2 separate regions of the Triticum aestivum genome follow, and region 2 is linked to region 1. The links are chromatin contacts, called in public Hi-C maps. All regions are on one chromosome and are shown on one strand. The core of a region is the stretch at or near the end of the contact, and the rest is flanking DNA. Distances in the headings are between cores, read along the strand shown. Region 1 holds the start of LOC123160851 (serine/arginine repetitive matrix protein 1). Region 2 holds the start of LOC123162195 (60S acidic ribosomal protein P0).

Region 1 (7,608 bases), core at 4,531-7,030:
GTAGTATGTTGCTATTGCTTTCTTCATGACTTATACATGTTCCTACAACTATGATATTATGCAACTCCCGTTTACCGGAGGAACACTTTGTGTGCTACCAAACGTCACAACGTAACTGGGTGATTATAAAGGAGCTCTACAGGTGTCTCCGAAGGTACATGTTGAGTTGGCGTATTTCGAGATTAGGATTTGTCACTCCAATTGTCGGAGAGGTATCTCTGGGCCCTCTTGGTAATGCACACCACTATAAGCCTTGCAAGCAATGTAGCTAATGAGTTAGTTACGGAATGATGCATTACGTAACGAGTAAAGAGACTTGCCGGTAACGAGATTGAACTAGGTATTGAGATACCAACGATCGAATCTCGAGCAAGTAACATACCGATGACGAAAGGAACAACGTATGTTGTTATGCGGTTTAACTGATAAAGATCTTCGTAGAATATGTAGGAGCCAATATGAGCATCCAGGTTCCGCTATTGGTTATTGACCGGAGACGTGTCTCGGTCATGTCTACATAGTTCTTGAACCCGTAGGGTCCGCACGCTTAAAGTTAGATGACGGTTATATTATGAGTTTATATGTTTTGATGTACGAAGGTAGTTCGGAGTCCCGGATGTGATCATGGACATGACGAGGAGTCTCGAAATGGTCGAGACATGAAAGTTGATATATTGAATGACTATGTTCGGACACCGGAATAGTTCCGGAAGGTTTCAGACATTTATTGGAGTACCGGGAGTTATGGGACCCCCCCCCCCCCGGGAAGCTATTGGGCCTTATGGGCCTTAGTGGAAAGGAGAGAGGGAGGCCAGGAGGTGGCGCGCGGCCCCCCTTGCCCCAATCCGAATTGGGAAAGGGAAGGGGGCGGCGGCCCCCCTTCTCCTTCCTTCTCTCCACCTCCTCCTTCCCCCTTTTCCTACTTGGATAGGAAAGGGGGGGGGGCAAACCTACTTGGAGTAGGATTGCACCCCCTTGGGCGTGCCTCTCCCCTTGGCCGGCCCTCTCCTCCTCCCCCCTTTATATATGGAGGAAAGGGGCACCCCATAGACACAACAATTGATCCCTGAGATCTCTTAGCCGTGTGCGGTGCCCCCCTCCACCATAATCCACCTCGATAATATTGTAGCGATGCTTAGGTGAAGCCCTACATTGGTAGAACATCATCATTGTCACCACGCCGTCGTGCTGACGGAACTCTCCCTCAAAGCTCGGCTAGATCGGAGTTCGAGGGACGTCATCGAGCTGAACGTGTGCTGAACTCGGAGGTACCGTGCGTTCGGTACTTGATCGGTGGGATCGTGAAGACGTACGACTACATCAACCGCGTTGTGCTAACGCTTCCGCTTTCGGTCTACGAGGGTATGTGGACATACTCTCCCCTCTCGTTGCTATGCATCACCATGATCTTGCGTGTGCGTAGGAATTTTTTTGAAATTACTACGTTCCCCAACAATTGCTTGAGCACCAACATGGTGCATTTTTTCATGTTTCGTTGCCTTTCGAAGGATGTGGTGGAGCGGGTCAATGGCAAGCACAAATAGGAGGGGTGATAGTGGGTCCCCCTATCTCAATCCTTGTCTAAGCTTTATTGGGTTACCGGGAACTCCATTAAGAAGAACACGAGAGGAAGTCGAAGATAAAACTGTTGAAACCCAGCCTCAGAATCTAGGAGGGAAGCCGAGGTGTTGGAGCAAATCAAGCAGGAAGTCCCATCTCACGGAGTCAAAAGCTTTTTTGATGCCAAGTTTGAATAGAAGAGCCGGTGTTTTCTTGCGATGTAGCCTCCACGCAATGTTGCGCACATACATGAAGTTGTCATGAATGCATCTTTTCTTAATGAACGCGCTTTGGGCTTGCGAGACAAGGTCATTCATGTGGGGTGCTAGCCTGTTGGACATTAACTTGGCAATGATCTTAGCAACAACATGAATAAGACTAATGGGGCGGAAGTCGGTGATGTCCTCAACACCGTCCTTCTTTGGAATGAGGACGACATTCACAGAGTTCAACCAGTGGAAGTGAGAAGCGTGAAGATTCGCGAAGTGGTTGATGGCCATCATGATGTCATCTTTGACAATGTTCCAGCAAGCCTTGAAGAAAGCACCAGTAAACCCATTTGGGCCTGGCGCTTTGTCGCTCGGCATATCAAACACGGCCGCCTTCACTTCCTCCTGTGAGAAGGGCTCATCAAGGTCCCGTAGGTCACAACCGGGGGAAGGGAGGATCTCCCAATTGATATCAATGCCGCGTCGGGGTCCTTTCTTAGCAATGTTGATGGACAATATTTTCTTTCTGCCCGTGCTCAGTAACCCATCCATTGTTGTGCTTTAGGCGGTGGATAAAGTTCTTTCTTCTCTGATGGTTAACCCGAAGATGGAAGTAGCGAGTGTTGGCATCCCCTTCTTTTAAATTCGTAGTTCTTGAATTTTGACGCTTACGCGCCTTTTCCAACACCGCCAAGCCGATGACCTTTCTCTTAAGTCTTTGCCGTAGGTCCCCCTCATCCGGGGATAGCACCCTTTGTTCCTGGGCCAAGTCCAAGTGCAATATAACCTCCAGGGCCATGTGTAGCTGAATCTTGGACTGTGCAAAAAGGGTCTTACTCCATTTGCGAAGCTTCTGGCTAGTTCTCTTTAATTTGTTGAAGAGTCTTTGGAAAGGCTCCACATGACCAGAGTGCTCGTTCCAAGCTGCCATAACCACATTCTGTAACCCGGGCATTTTTGTCCAGTGGTTCTCGAAGCGGAAAGACTTGGGCCTCTTTGGTCCTAAGTTGTTGGCTAGCAAAAGAGGACAATGGTCTGATAGTGACGAGGAGAGGGCATGGAGAATGTGGGTCGCGAAGTCGATGTCCCAATCAACATTACAAAAGAAGCTATCGAGTTTGCATTGTGTTGGATTGTTTTGTTCATTGCTCTAAGTAAAACGTCTATTTTGAAGGTGGATCTCCTTGAGCTCGCAAGCATTGAGGGTGTTTCGGAATCGGACGAGGCGGCTGCGGTCCACATCGGCACGGTTTTTGTCTCGGGCATGGTATATTTGATTGAAGTCCCCATGAACCAGCCATCTTGTGCGTGATGGAGGTTTTTGTGATGTTAGCTGAAGGAAGAAAGCATCCTTGTTGTTGTTGCGAGTGGGTCCATAGACCGTAGTTAGCTTGAATGTTTTCTGGACCGAGGTATTCTTGAGGGTGACTGCTGCAGAGAGGAAATAGACGCCCATTTGAACATTTGTGACCGAAACAGTGGATTCGTTCCAGAGGAGCAAGTTTCCTCCTTTTGTGCCGTCGGCAGGCCGTTGAGCAAAATTCTTCAAGCGCTGTCCACCTAAGTAGGTAGCGACAACGGGTCAACATTCTGAAGCTTAGACTCTTGGATGCAAACCGGAACACATGAGGATGCAGCGATGGTCTCATGGACAGTAGCTCTTCGATTTGGGCAGTTCAGCCCTCGCACATTCCAGCACTGGATTGATAAGTTGTTTTCTAACATTTGGGAACCAGAGCTACCTCATAACCCACATGGGGAACACATAACTTCTTGAACGCTACAGCCATATTTGGTCTCGCTAGGACCCAGATCATTGGTGCACAGGCGCAGCCACAAACAGGCGTGGTAGTTACAGCGACGACCAGTCTCGCCAGGCCCAAGTTCAGTGGCGCACAGGCGCAACCACAAACAGGCGTACAGAACCACACTAAGGACCGGCTATTAGGGTGCACTAACATGAGAAACTTGGCTACATCATCAGCGGCAGACGGAGCTTCAAGCATCCCCAGCAGCCTGCTCGCTCACATCCGGCCCACCTTCCCCTCCATGAAGCACCAGGGCGTCCTCGACCGCGGTGGAGAGGTCACAATCAAGCTGAAACAGCGCACGCAGCACCGCAATCGCAATGTCAGGAAGGCGATCATGGAACAGATTAGCAAACTTGATGATTGCCGTCTCCGTGACCTGTTCGCCTTCAGCAACGATGCCCATCCGGTGGCATAGAAGTTGCTCCGCAAGCTTGGCAATGGGCACACCCCTTTTCTTGGCCCGAAGCCGTGGGCTTTGTCTCTGCAACTGGAACCCAGTGACACCTGCCAAAGTTTTGTGTCTCGCCTTGGGAGGTCTTGGGGGAGTTGTGCATGGCGAGGGAGACGGCAGCAGGGCCGGCATGCGAGGAATGAAGATTGGAGTAGCTGCGTCTTCAGTCAAGCATCCCGGGGAGGAGTAGTGGATGGGTGTAGATCTTGCCTCACTGTTGTGGTCCAGGCCCGGGCTAGTATCTTGTTGCATATCCGGAGGGGTTGGCGTCGAGAGTACCGCACCAGAGGAGTTAAAAGATGCAGCTGCCTGGGTACAGAGCTGGGGTGATCTCCCCATCAGGTGTTGCCAGCACAAGCTCAGGCTTTGCCTGCATCGAAGAATCTCGCGTCTCACAATCATCCAGCGAGAAGGACGGCTGGATCCTGGCATCTAGACCGGCGGTGGTTCCACAGAGCCAGCCCATGGCAGAGCTGGTAGTCTCGATCTCGATAATGTCCTGAGCGGTGGTGCGCGGCAATGGCGGAGGCGAGACCATGGCAGAGCTGGTAGTCTTGATCTCGAGATGTCTCGAGAGGTGGTGCGCGGCGATGGCGGAGGTGAGCGTCCGCGAGAATCCAGGGTGGCAGCGGCAACAGAGTCTCGGGACGACGCGTCAGGCGAGCGGTCGTGCGCTCTGTTCCTTGCCCTTCGGCCCGAAGCAGGGCTAACCGCACCACACTCATTATCGTCGTCGTCATCGTGGCGACCCGGCGCCGGCACATGTCTTTCTCGATGGCGGGGCTCTCCGTCGACAGGATGCGAGCGGGTGATTGGTCCAGCGGGGTGCAGGCATGCTGCAGAAGAACTAGGCAACCGTTGTACGGTGGCCGCAGGCGAAGCGTCTGAGGTGGAGGCGGTGGTGGCGTCTTCAGGGGGTTGGTGCAGTTCCGAGCGCGATGGCCAATCTGACGGCATCTGAGGCAGGTGAATGGATTTCGACATTCAATCTTCAGGTGTCCTTTGAGGAGGCAACAATGGCTTACTCTATGAACTTGACGAATGCTCTCTGCCCAGGGGCAGAAAATGAAGACGCGGGTCGGCGGCTCGGAAGCTGGAGGTCGGAGCGCCGCTGACGCCACCAATATGTTGGCCGAACGAGATGCCATTCCTCCGACCGGCTGCAGTCCGCATCGGGGCACCACCTTGAGTCCGCAGAAGGAGGTGCATGGCTCGAGGATGTGCCCCGCCTTGAACCTGCAACAGGAGACGCCGGGCTCGAGGAGGCGTCCCGCGCCGCACGCCGACCCGCCGACATGGAGGCAGCCGGCGCCGCTTTCAGACATGGCCGGAGGAGGCCATGGACGGGGAGCTTGGGGGTGGGATCCAGCAGGGCATCCTGAGAAGCGAACCACACCTTGCGGAACGCCTTATCGCACCTGAGGCCGCCGCGCAGCACTCCGGCAGAGCAGCGCCGGTCTGGATACGCAGATCTAAGGAGCCCCCCTCAAGCTGTGGGAAGAGGGCCACCAGCGGATCTGGTCGCAAGAACCACGGCATAGGGAATCCCGGAGGGAACCGCGGCGAGACCGGGGAGTAGCCTTGTTGGGATGGAGGGAGCTGGGCGGCGACAATGGTGGCTGCGGGCACCGGAGTGGTGCGTCGCAGGAGCGTGGGAGCTAGAATTATCTAGTGGCTTTTCAACCATCAAAACAGGGCACATCATTTAGGCAACATATCCTGTGAATCCGAGGTGTGTTGTGTATCCTTGTATCCCTTCGTTTTCAGCCCCACGATTAAAATCCCAGGTCTCACGTGCAGTCAAGCAAATATTAACACTTATCCTCCCACTTTGTAAATAACATGCATTTTTCATTCACAAAAAAAACCCTAAAGCCTCTGATCTCAGGCCTGACTCTGATCCAAGATCCCCAACCCAAGGCCTCGAGTCGGGCGTCCTTCCCCAAATCATCCTTGCCAAATCCTTCGCATCGGCTCCCGAATCAAATCCCAACAGGAGGACTCCTACGATCGCAGCCATGGCCTGGAAGATTCCCTGGAAGTCCTACAAGTAGCGGTGACAACGGGTACTCGACGGGCGACGGCCACCACAGATGGCGACTAAGCCTCTGAATTGACGACGTTACGCGGCAGTGACGAAGCCTCTCCCCTGGATGGCCTTCCCCGACCGCGATGATTCAGCTGTAGCCCCTCGTCTAGAGAAAGCTATAGGTTGCAGCAGATGTGCAAGTGCAAATATTGTCCTTCTGTATTCAGCCATGTGACACGCACTGACGCACACTACTAATGTGAATGCTCGTATTAGCAGATTGTATCAATACTAGCTGAGTGCCCGCGCGTTGCCACGGAATGGCAAAAAATATTAATCAAAATTTTTGTTCTTCCAAAAAGTGTGTTAAACAAGACAACATGTTGATTCCATCCATATAACAACTCCATTGATTCTCTACCACACTCACCGTGTCTCTTTAACAACCATATCTCCTTCAAGCAGTAACTTTCACACTGTTCGCATGCACATAGCATAGCAGCCACTTAAAAAATAAGTCATCTCGCCCTTCCATCGCCTTGGAATATTTGTTTTAACTTAATCAAGTCTATAGAATAAAATTGACCATGGATGCATCATTCCTCAAAATCCAACATGTTCTACCATGTACACTAACTGAAAATTAGCAATATAAAATGAGTACGAAAGAAGAGGTTAGCAAATAGCAAGGGATTCCGCACTCCACATTGAAAACTAATAAAGAAATATTTCTTCAAAGCAGTTTATCACAAATATGCGGACACCTCTATGTCTATTTTTTTTATTTGCAAATTTATCAGACCAATCAACCTTCTGTTAATAACACAGAACTTGCATGCTCTAGCATTCCTCAACTTCTATTTCAGAACATGAATTTGGTTTTGGATTTATTATGTTCCACTTTTCAAAGCTGGTTCAATGTTTGGATCTACTTTTGGGTTTGCAAAATGAAATATAGATAAATAGAAGATAGATAGACCAATAACTTGAAGGATACAATGTAAATTCTGAATACTTCCGCACAGAAAACCTTGTATATGTTCCCAATACATGAGCTGATGTGACTTATATGCATTCCAAATTTCCAATATCTACTGCATGCTAGTTCAACTCATCCAGGATCTTCCTCCTGCCACCGTAAAATATCTGACTGCATACAACATTATTGCAGATGCACACACTAAAAAACAATATGGAATTAGTTCGTCCAATATCTATCAAAAGGACGTACCCCTGGCGGCAATATCAGATACAAGCTACAAGATAGAGTGTGAAAATGTGAAACAAAAAAAGGTAATAGAAGATAAGAGATACAAAGCACACTAACCATGCAAGAAGTGAAGCAAAATTTGAAAGACGACATTTTCAACATTAAGATTCAGAATATACTGAAACCTATGTATGAAATAATACATTTTTTTCACATGCCAGCTGAAACACAAAACAGTACAAGAGAGCAACAGCAATTATATTCAAAGGCATGCATGGCTATTGCTAAATTGGTGTTTACTGGGCCGGTATTTCTCATTACAACATCTATGTAGGATA
Region 2 (7,608 bases), core at 2,941-5,440, 880 kb before region 1:
TGCAATTAAAAGAGTAAATTTTGCCATGCCAATAAAGTGAAGAAAAAAAACTGCCATGTCGCCATGTGGACATTACCAAAAAATGTAAATTTTGACCATCTGACAAAAGGTTGAAAGTTCATAATGTTTATCATTGAGGACATTATGATAAAGAATCATATTCTGAGGCCTACGAACCAACAAAGCTTAAACAACGTCTGATCGTTTGTGACATCCATTTCCATCTAATGATTTGACTTGAAGGTTGTCATGGATACACACAAAAGCTAAAGTCTCACATGCATCTAGAGGCGTGTTTGGTTGCCCGCATAGGGGCCAGCCAGGCCCGCACGGGAAGAAAGAAATCTGTTTGGTTGCTCGTTTTCACTGTTGGGTCTGCACCGCACGCTTCTTAAAGCAGCCCAGAGCCTGGCTTGCTGGAAAGATGTAAGGTGATTAAGTGAGGTCTTTTTCAACCTTCATTAAGCTTCTATCTAATCTCCTCTCTCTGATCTACACAACAGTGCTTCGATTCGAGGTAAGCTCTACACGAAAAAGATGCACCTCGATGCTACGGTTCCATTCAGGCGATCGGTTCGTAGTTTCGTCGGCCGTAAGTTTTTAATCATGTGTTCCCGTTTGGAGCTGTTTTGGACGAATTTTGTCAGATTCATCGCGCACGATCGATTGTTTGAAATTTTCTTTGTCCAGCAGACTAATCTCGCAGTTCCTCACAACATTCGTGTTGTAAGCTTTTGGTTTCGATAATCGTAGCTTCATCTCTCTTTGAACAACAGTCTACTGCACTAATGCCGCCATATCGAGCTCCTCTGTCCTCTGCTCAGAGCCCTCATATTCGTCCCTCCGCGCATTGATCATCTCGGCCTCCTCTCTCGTCCACTGCACTGACGATACGATGGCGCGAGCACTACATTCTCCTCCTCTGTCCACTGTCTTCGCTCGAGAACCGTAACTAGTTTGCCGACAATGTCACTCGCCGTGCCGCCGACGGGGTCGCTCGTCCACCACTCCATGCTCGTCATGTCGGACAGGCAACCAAACAACGTGCCAATGTTGATCTCCTAATGCAGCAAGTCCATATGCAGACAACCAAACACGCCCTAGAGTCTGTGATCCCCCAAAATCGACGTTGCAGCGGCGGCGGTGTATTTGGAGCTCCTGTAGAAAAGGCAGGGCGGCATAAAGGAATCAGCTGCACGGCGCGGTCACGTCGAGCTTCTGTAGAAAAACAGAGCGCCCTCTCCGACGCGAGCAGCAGCACCCAGGTCCATCCCATACCTCCGCCCCCACGGCCCAGTGCCAGCCGATCCAGTGGCTGGCCGTCGATCTCCGCAGGATCTGAGGGCAGAGTGGGGGAGAAAGAGTACAAAGATATGTCACAGAAATCGCTCGCTCGGTTGAAAGACCAAGGCTTGCTTCAGGATCGGAGCATTGCATCCACCGGCCAAATCAGCGCTCGATCCCAAAAACTTAAAATCTGACTTGAACAGATACCATTACTTTTGCTGGATGAATGAAGCCTGTCTGAACAGAGCAATCGATGAACAAGCCTACTTAAAATCTAACGAAGTGAATCCCAGCAAACATAAAAGAGAGAAGCACAAAGCAGAGCAATGCATAAGTAACTAAGTGCATAACATAACGTTAACATATTCGAATACACACTAACAAACAGCATAATTAATTCTTGTTCAAGGTAATAATAAGACTTGAAAAACTTCAGTGTTCAACACTTAACAAAACTGGCGACTGGACACGGCTTTATGAAGGAAGGCACACAGCTTAGTCGTCGAACAGGCTGAATCCCATCTCGCCATCTGATTCCTCCTCGGGCTCGTCCTTCTTCTCCTCCTCCTTCGGGGCAGCGGCGGCAGCACCACCGGAGGCAGCAGCAGCAGGGGCAGCAACGGCAAACTTGCTTGGGTCCTGCACACCAAAACAACACGTATTGTGTCAAAAAACTGACATGGAAATGCAGAATTCAGAATTAGGCTGTAGTAGGAAGAACCATACAAGCATGACTAGCTTAGCTAACAATGATGCAGTTGCTCATGAATATGATGAAACATGTTACAGATATGAGACGGCATGTCATGTATTACACCATGATTATACGATGATGACTCCAATAAAAACACTTCTCACAAACAGCAAGATTACACAAAGGGGACAGGAAGAGGCTAACACAATCCAAACATATAAATTGTTAAGCTCCAGAATTGGTTAGAAAAGAACAGATGACTAGCTTAGCTAACAATGATGCAGTTGCTCAGGAGTATGATGAAACATGTGCCAAATGTGAGATGGCATGTCATGTTTTATACCATGATGACTACCAAAAACAAATCTCACAAACCGCAGGATTAAATTAAGGGTACTGAAGAGATAACACTATCCAAAAATATCACTTGTCAGTTCATGCCATTGTTCAAGAACAAATTCTAATGCATGTTTCAAATTAAGATTTCATAGTGGGATCAAAACATTGTAGAACAAGAATTACCTTGAGGTACTCCTTGATCTTATCAGCATGATCATATGAGTAGTCTGTCTCCAAAGCAACCGCAAGAACATTCTTGTATGCATTGAGGAACATGTGTGGCGCAGCAGCCATGGTGGGGTATGAGATCGCCAGGGACAGTGAGGCAACCATGGACACACCAGAAGCAAACTTGTCCATCAGGTCTTCCTCGGTGAGGTCAAGAACCTCAGGGCTGAAGACTGACCCGCTGTCATAGACATTGCAGATGACCAGCCCATAAGAGAAGGGGCGGATACCAAGCTTGGCAAGCAGGGCAGACTCAGAGGAGCCCACCTTGTCACCCTTCTTTATCAGCTCCACAGGGATAGTAATTTCCACAGTGCCCTTGTTAATCTTGGTGGGAATGTTGAGCACCTTAACAAGACAAACAGTAAGAACTCGTGATAAAATGTGATTGAAATGAAAGCATCCAGTGAGAAGTGCTGTCAGCAAATGCTAACCTGGAAGAAGGACGTCTGGGAGGGATCCAGACCAGTGTTGCCAGGGGGAACCACCACATCAACAGGTGCAACTAGCCCAACACGAGCAGGAGCACCAACCTGTGTGTACAAAAACAAGACCAGAATTAACCTTGGATGTCCTAAACTTTATGACAAAGAAATCACATTAAATGAACAGATGGCATCAGAAAAAAGATAGCATATGCTAAGAATAGAACACAGCAACTATACAAATTTATAACATTTGTTATCTAAACATGCCAATTTGACAGATAGAATAAAACTTTGACAAATATACTTGTTGCTAGGAAACAGCTAAATTGCACACATATTGTGATTCGGCAATGATACAATGGTACTGCTTCACTAACATTTGTGTAACTTACCTAGCATTTGTGTAACATACTGATTCATCGGGATAAAAGAACTAGACTAGCCAATTTACAAATATTCTAAACCTAGGCAAGGGTATAGTCGAATACAGGAACAATAAACAAACGCAGACATCACATATCAGGGGGGCAATATTTCTAGCGGTACATGATAATCATCACGGACGTAGGATATCTCTCTCGATTAACCGCAACTACAAACCAGCAATCCACCACATAATAATTCAATAATCGGGGACATGGAAGATCCGGTCTGAATTTTACCTTGTACTTGGCGACCTCCTCGCGAACCTCCTTGAGGTCACCCTTGGTGAAGATGAGGCCAACGTTACCCTACAAATCGGGGAATCCATTTCAGCTCAAAATTCGCGGCGGAATCAAAAGAAGAAAAGGGGGGACGAGTCCGGCTGCTTACGACGAGGAGGTTGCTGAGCTCAAGGAAGTCCTTGTTGCCGGTCTTCTCCGAGTGCACCTTGATGCAGCGGCGGATGAGGGTGTTCTTGCCCATGAGCACGATGGAGTCACCGCGGAGACCCTTGCGGATCTCCTGGAGCTGCTTGGAGCCGACATTGTCGGCGACGGCGATGAGCACCTTGGTGTACTCCTCGAGCAGCTGGCAGAGCTTCTGGTCGTACGCGATCTTCTTCTCGGCCTTGGTCCTCTTGATCGCCATCGCAGCAGCTACGAGATGGACGGAGGCGCTAAACCTAGATTGCTAAATCTGTGTGGGGGGAGAGAGGCGAGAGGATGAGGACCAGGCTCGGGAGAAGAGCGAGGCGGACGGCTTGCGGCGGCGGCGTCGCTTTAACCTAGGGTTTCGTTGGGGAGGGGTTGGGTATTTATAGCTGCCAGTGTCCTGTGGCTTGCGCTTGGCTAGGGTTGCGATGCTGAAATGGGCCGAATGGGCTTGCCGAGCTGCTTACAGAATGGATGCTGAAAAAATAACGGGCCTGCTGAACTATTCTGCCTTACTAGCGAGAAGCATTTTCCAAAAAAAAACCTAGCGAGAAGCATTTTCCACTCAAAAAAGAACAAGCATTTAAACTCCTAAAAAAAGAAAAAGAAAAAACTAGCGAGAACCATTTGGGGTGCAGAAGTCAGAGACACTCTTACACAGGATCTAATTAGGAGGATTGGTGATGGCCACAACACCAAAATATGGAGACATAATTTGATCCCGCTTGATTATAGGAAACGTTTACAATCGGTGAGCCGGCCGAATGTTCGGCCGGTTGCACGCACTCGCCCTCGCTTGCAGCCTTCCACGTGTTTTGTGCGTCACCGCGCATTACCACACCCTCCCATCCTTATCTCGCTCCTCTCTTTTATCTTCCCACCGCAGAAATTCCTCATTGTCTCATCTCTCATCTCTTATCTCCGTGCTTCTCGTCTGGCTCATCTCCTACCACCGGTGGGCCTGCCACCACCACGAACCACATCTGCACCTTCAAAACACCCCAGAACCGACTACCTTCAATGCCCCGACCTTTTTCTGCTACTGCGCCATGCGCAACAATCAGGAGACGAGGAAGCTACAGGTGTTGTGTGCTTTCTTTATGGCGGTGGTGGACGTCGTATCAACGGGGAGGTGGGGCTGCGTCGGCTCGCCGCTGGTCTGCACCATTAGCTGTGGTGTTGCAATCAGTTGCGGCCAGAGTTGGAACCGGCATCACCGGAAGCTGCAACCGGCAGTGCACCGTGGTCGGGGACGACGTCCACACGATTCTACAAGCAGCGACACGCGGATGCTGCAACCACCGGAATGGGATGCTGGAACCGTCTATTCAAAAAGCTTCCACCAGCGAAAAGGAAAGCTACTGCCGGGGCAGCTGCTACAACCCGACGATGGTAGAATGCTGCAACCCGCCAGCAAAAAGCTGGAAGTGACGACTGTCATTGCTACAACCGAAGGCATGAGATGCTGGAACGGACTTCGCCATTGCTGGAAGAACTCTAACACTCCATACCACCATTCATTTCTGCTGCAAACGTAGATGCGCGAAGCTACAACCGTCGTCCATTTTGCTGGAAAAAAGGCCACCGGTGCAGGAACCAAGGACCACCGGCATTTGAGTTGCCTGATAACCCACAAGTATAGGGGATCGCAACAGTTTTCGAGGATAGAGTATTCAATCCAATTTTATTGATTCGACACAAGGGGAGCCAAAGAATATTCTCAATAATTAGCAGTTGAGTTGTCAATTCAACCAAACCTGAAAGACTTAATATCTGCAGCAAAGTATTTAGTAGCAAAGTAATATGAAAGTAACGGTAACGGTGGCAAAAGTAACAGTAGCAGTTTTGTAGCAATTGTAAAGTGGTAACGGCAAAGTAACGTAGCAAAGATCAATATGTGAAAAGCTCGTAGGCAATGGATCAGTGATGGATAATTATGTCGGATGACATTCATCATGCAACAATCATAACCTAGGGTAACACGGAATTAGCTCCAATTTAACAATATAATTTAGGCATGTATTCCGAATATAGTTATACGTGCTTATATGAAAGAACTTGCATGACATCGTTTTGCATTGAAGGTGATAGCCGTGTCGCTCCATGGTTTTGTTGTTGCTACTTGGTAGACTTCGGCGAGGCTGTGGATTGTTCGTTTCCGCATGTTATTTGATGCGAAAGTCTCGAAGACTGTTAATACCGTATTGGTACTGTTGGGCTGGTTGCCCGGGGCTAGAAAGCCTTCGCCACTTTTGGCCACCTGCCGTCGTATCCAACATGCTCGAAGGCTATGTGTTGGAGTGGCGCCCTCCGTACTGTGGATTTTACAGGGTCCGTTGAGCCATCCCTCCAGTACGGTTCCGTGCCCTTTAGGGGGGCTTTGCTTTTTGGTTTTTAACCCAGGTGCTTGAGTATGACGCACCCTTTTATTTCGAACTAGGGTTGTATTCAGGGCCGGATTGTCCCAAAACCTGGTTTCGGTTTTCCAGGCACTCTCCATCGCACAGTATTTTTGTACTATGGTCGCCAGATCGGCGAAGCGTGTAACTTCGCGACGACTTATGGTGTTCATGATTCCCTTGTCCGTGCAATTGTTGCAGAAAATTAAGATTGCGCTTTCCTCACGGCTGTCTTTTATCCTGTCCATGACCAGGAGGAATCTGGCCCAGTAGTGATGTACTGTTTCATCGGGCTCTTGCCGTATTTGAGATAGATCACTTATGTTTGGGTGGGCGGGCGGAATTAAACTCGGAACCCCGCCCGATCTAAGGCTCAAAGGCCGAGAAGTTTCCGGATTTGGAAGCTTGGGTTGTTGGATGTTATCCAACAAATCTTGTCTGATGCCTGACTTTAGGTTCAGTACTTGATTGACGTCCGTCCCTCCATGGGAATCCGGCATGAAGGGATTGGGAATCCGGACATAACTGGTCTTTAACATAGAGGAAGAGTCGCCGCGTTGTTCCTCTACCACGACAACATGGTGGTAGCCTGGGGAGAATTAATTTCTCTCAGATCGGTTTTAATCCCAATCTGATCGTAGTCCATGGCGACTCCCAGGGCGGCGATGCGATCCAAGAGCTCGTTTACGGAGGAGAGCTCCATCGGATCTAGCTGCTCGGCGAATTCCGAGTTGACGTGAAGATCGCTTTTGATGACTCGAGAGGTCATTGTCGAAGCGGCGGCCGAACAGGCGGTCATAAGAAAACCGCCTAGCCGGATAGTTTGGCCGGGGGCCAAAGCTCCCTTGATGACGGCGCCGTCTTTAAAGACGGGAAGAGGCATCCCTCCTGATTGCGACGGCACAGAGGAACTCTCAATGAAAGCACCAATGTCGGTGTCAAAACCGGCGGATCTCGGGTAGGGGGTCCCGAACTGTGCGTCTAGGCGGATGGTAACAGGAGACAAGGGACATGATGTTTTACCCAGGTTCGGGCCCTCTTGATGGAGGTAAAACCCTACGTCCTGCTTGATTGATATTGATGATGTGGGTATTACAAGAGTAGATCTACCACGAGATCAAGGAGGCTAAACCCTAGAAGCTAGCATATGGTATGATTGTTGTTCGTCCTACGGACTAAAGCCATCCGGTTTATATAGACACCGGAGAGGGCTAGGGTTACATAGAGTCGGTTACAATGGTAGGAGATCTACATATTCGTATCGCCAAGCTTGCCTTCCATGCCAAGGAAAGTCACATCCGGACACGGGACGAAGTCTTCAATCTTGTATCTTCATAGTCTTGGAGTCCGGCCGATGATGATAGTTCGGCTATCCGGAC

Evidence for each region. Hi-C and Micro-C count contacts between places; a contact is called where the count stands out from the background.
Region 2: a Hi-C map of leaf shows a contact between it and region 1, with 7 times the contacts expected there. The contact joins the promoter of LOC123162195 here to the promoter of LOC123160851 in region 1. A contact is called at or near these places in 3 of 5 Hi-C or Micro-C datasets (all in leaf).

The regions. Positions count from the first base shown.
Region 1 is chr7B:386,840,353-386,847,960 of IWGSC CS RefSeq v2.1, reverse strand. LOC123160851 (serine/arginine repetitive matrix protein 1) reads right to left here and starts at 5,780. Exons shown (of 2, transcript XM_044578705.1): 1 at 5,057-5,780; 2 at 3,509-4,988. The coding sequence starts at 5,356. The coding sequence ends at 4,464.
Region 2 is chr7B:387,717,291-387,724,898 of IWGSC CS RefSeq v2.1, reverse strand. LOC123162195 (60S acidic ribosomal protein P0) reads right to left here and starts at 4,190. Exons shown (of 5, transcript XM_044579987.1): 1 at 3,790-4,190; 2 at 3,639-3,707; 3 at 2,983-3,081; 4 at 2,504-2,896; 5 at 1,615-1,926. The coding sequence starts at 4,047. The coding sequence ends at 1,783.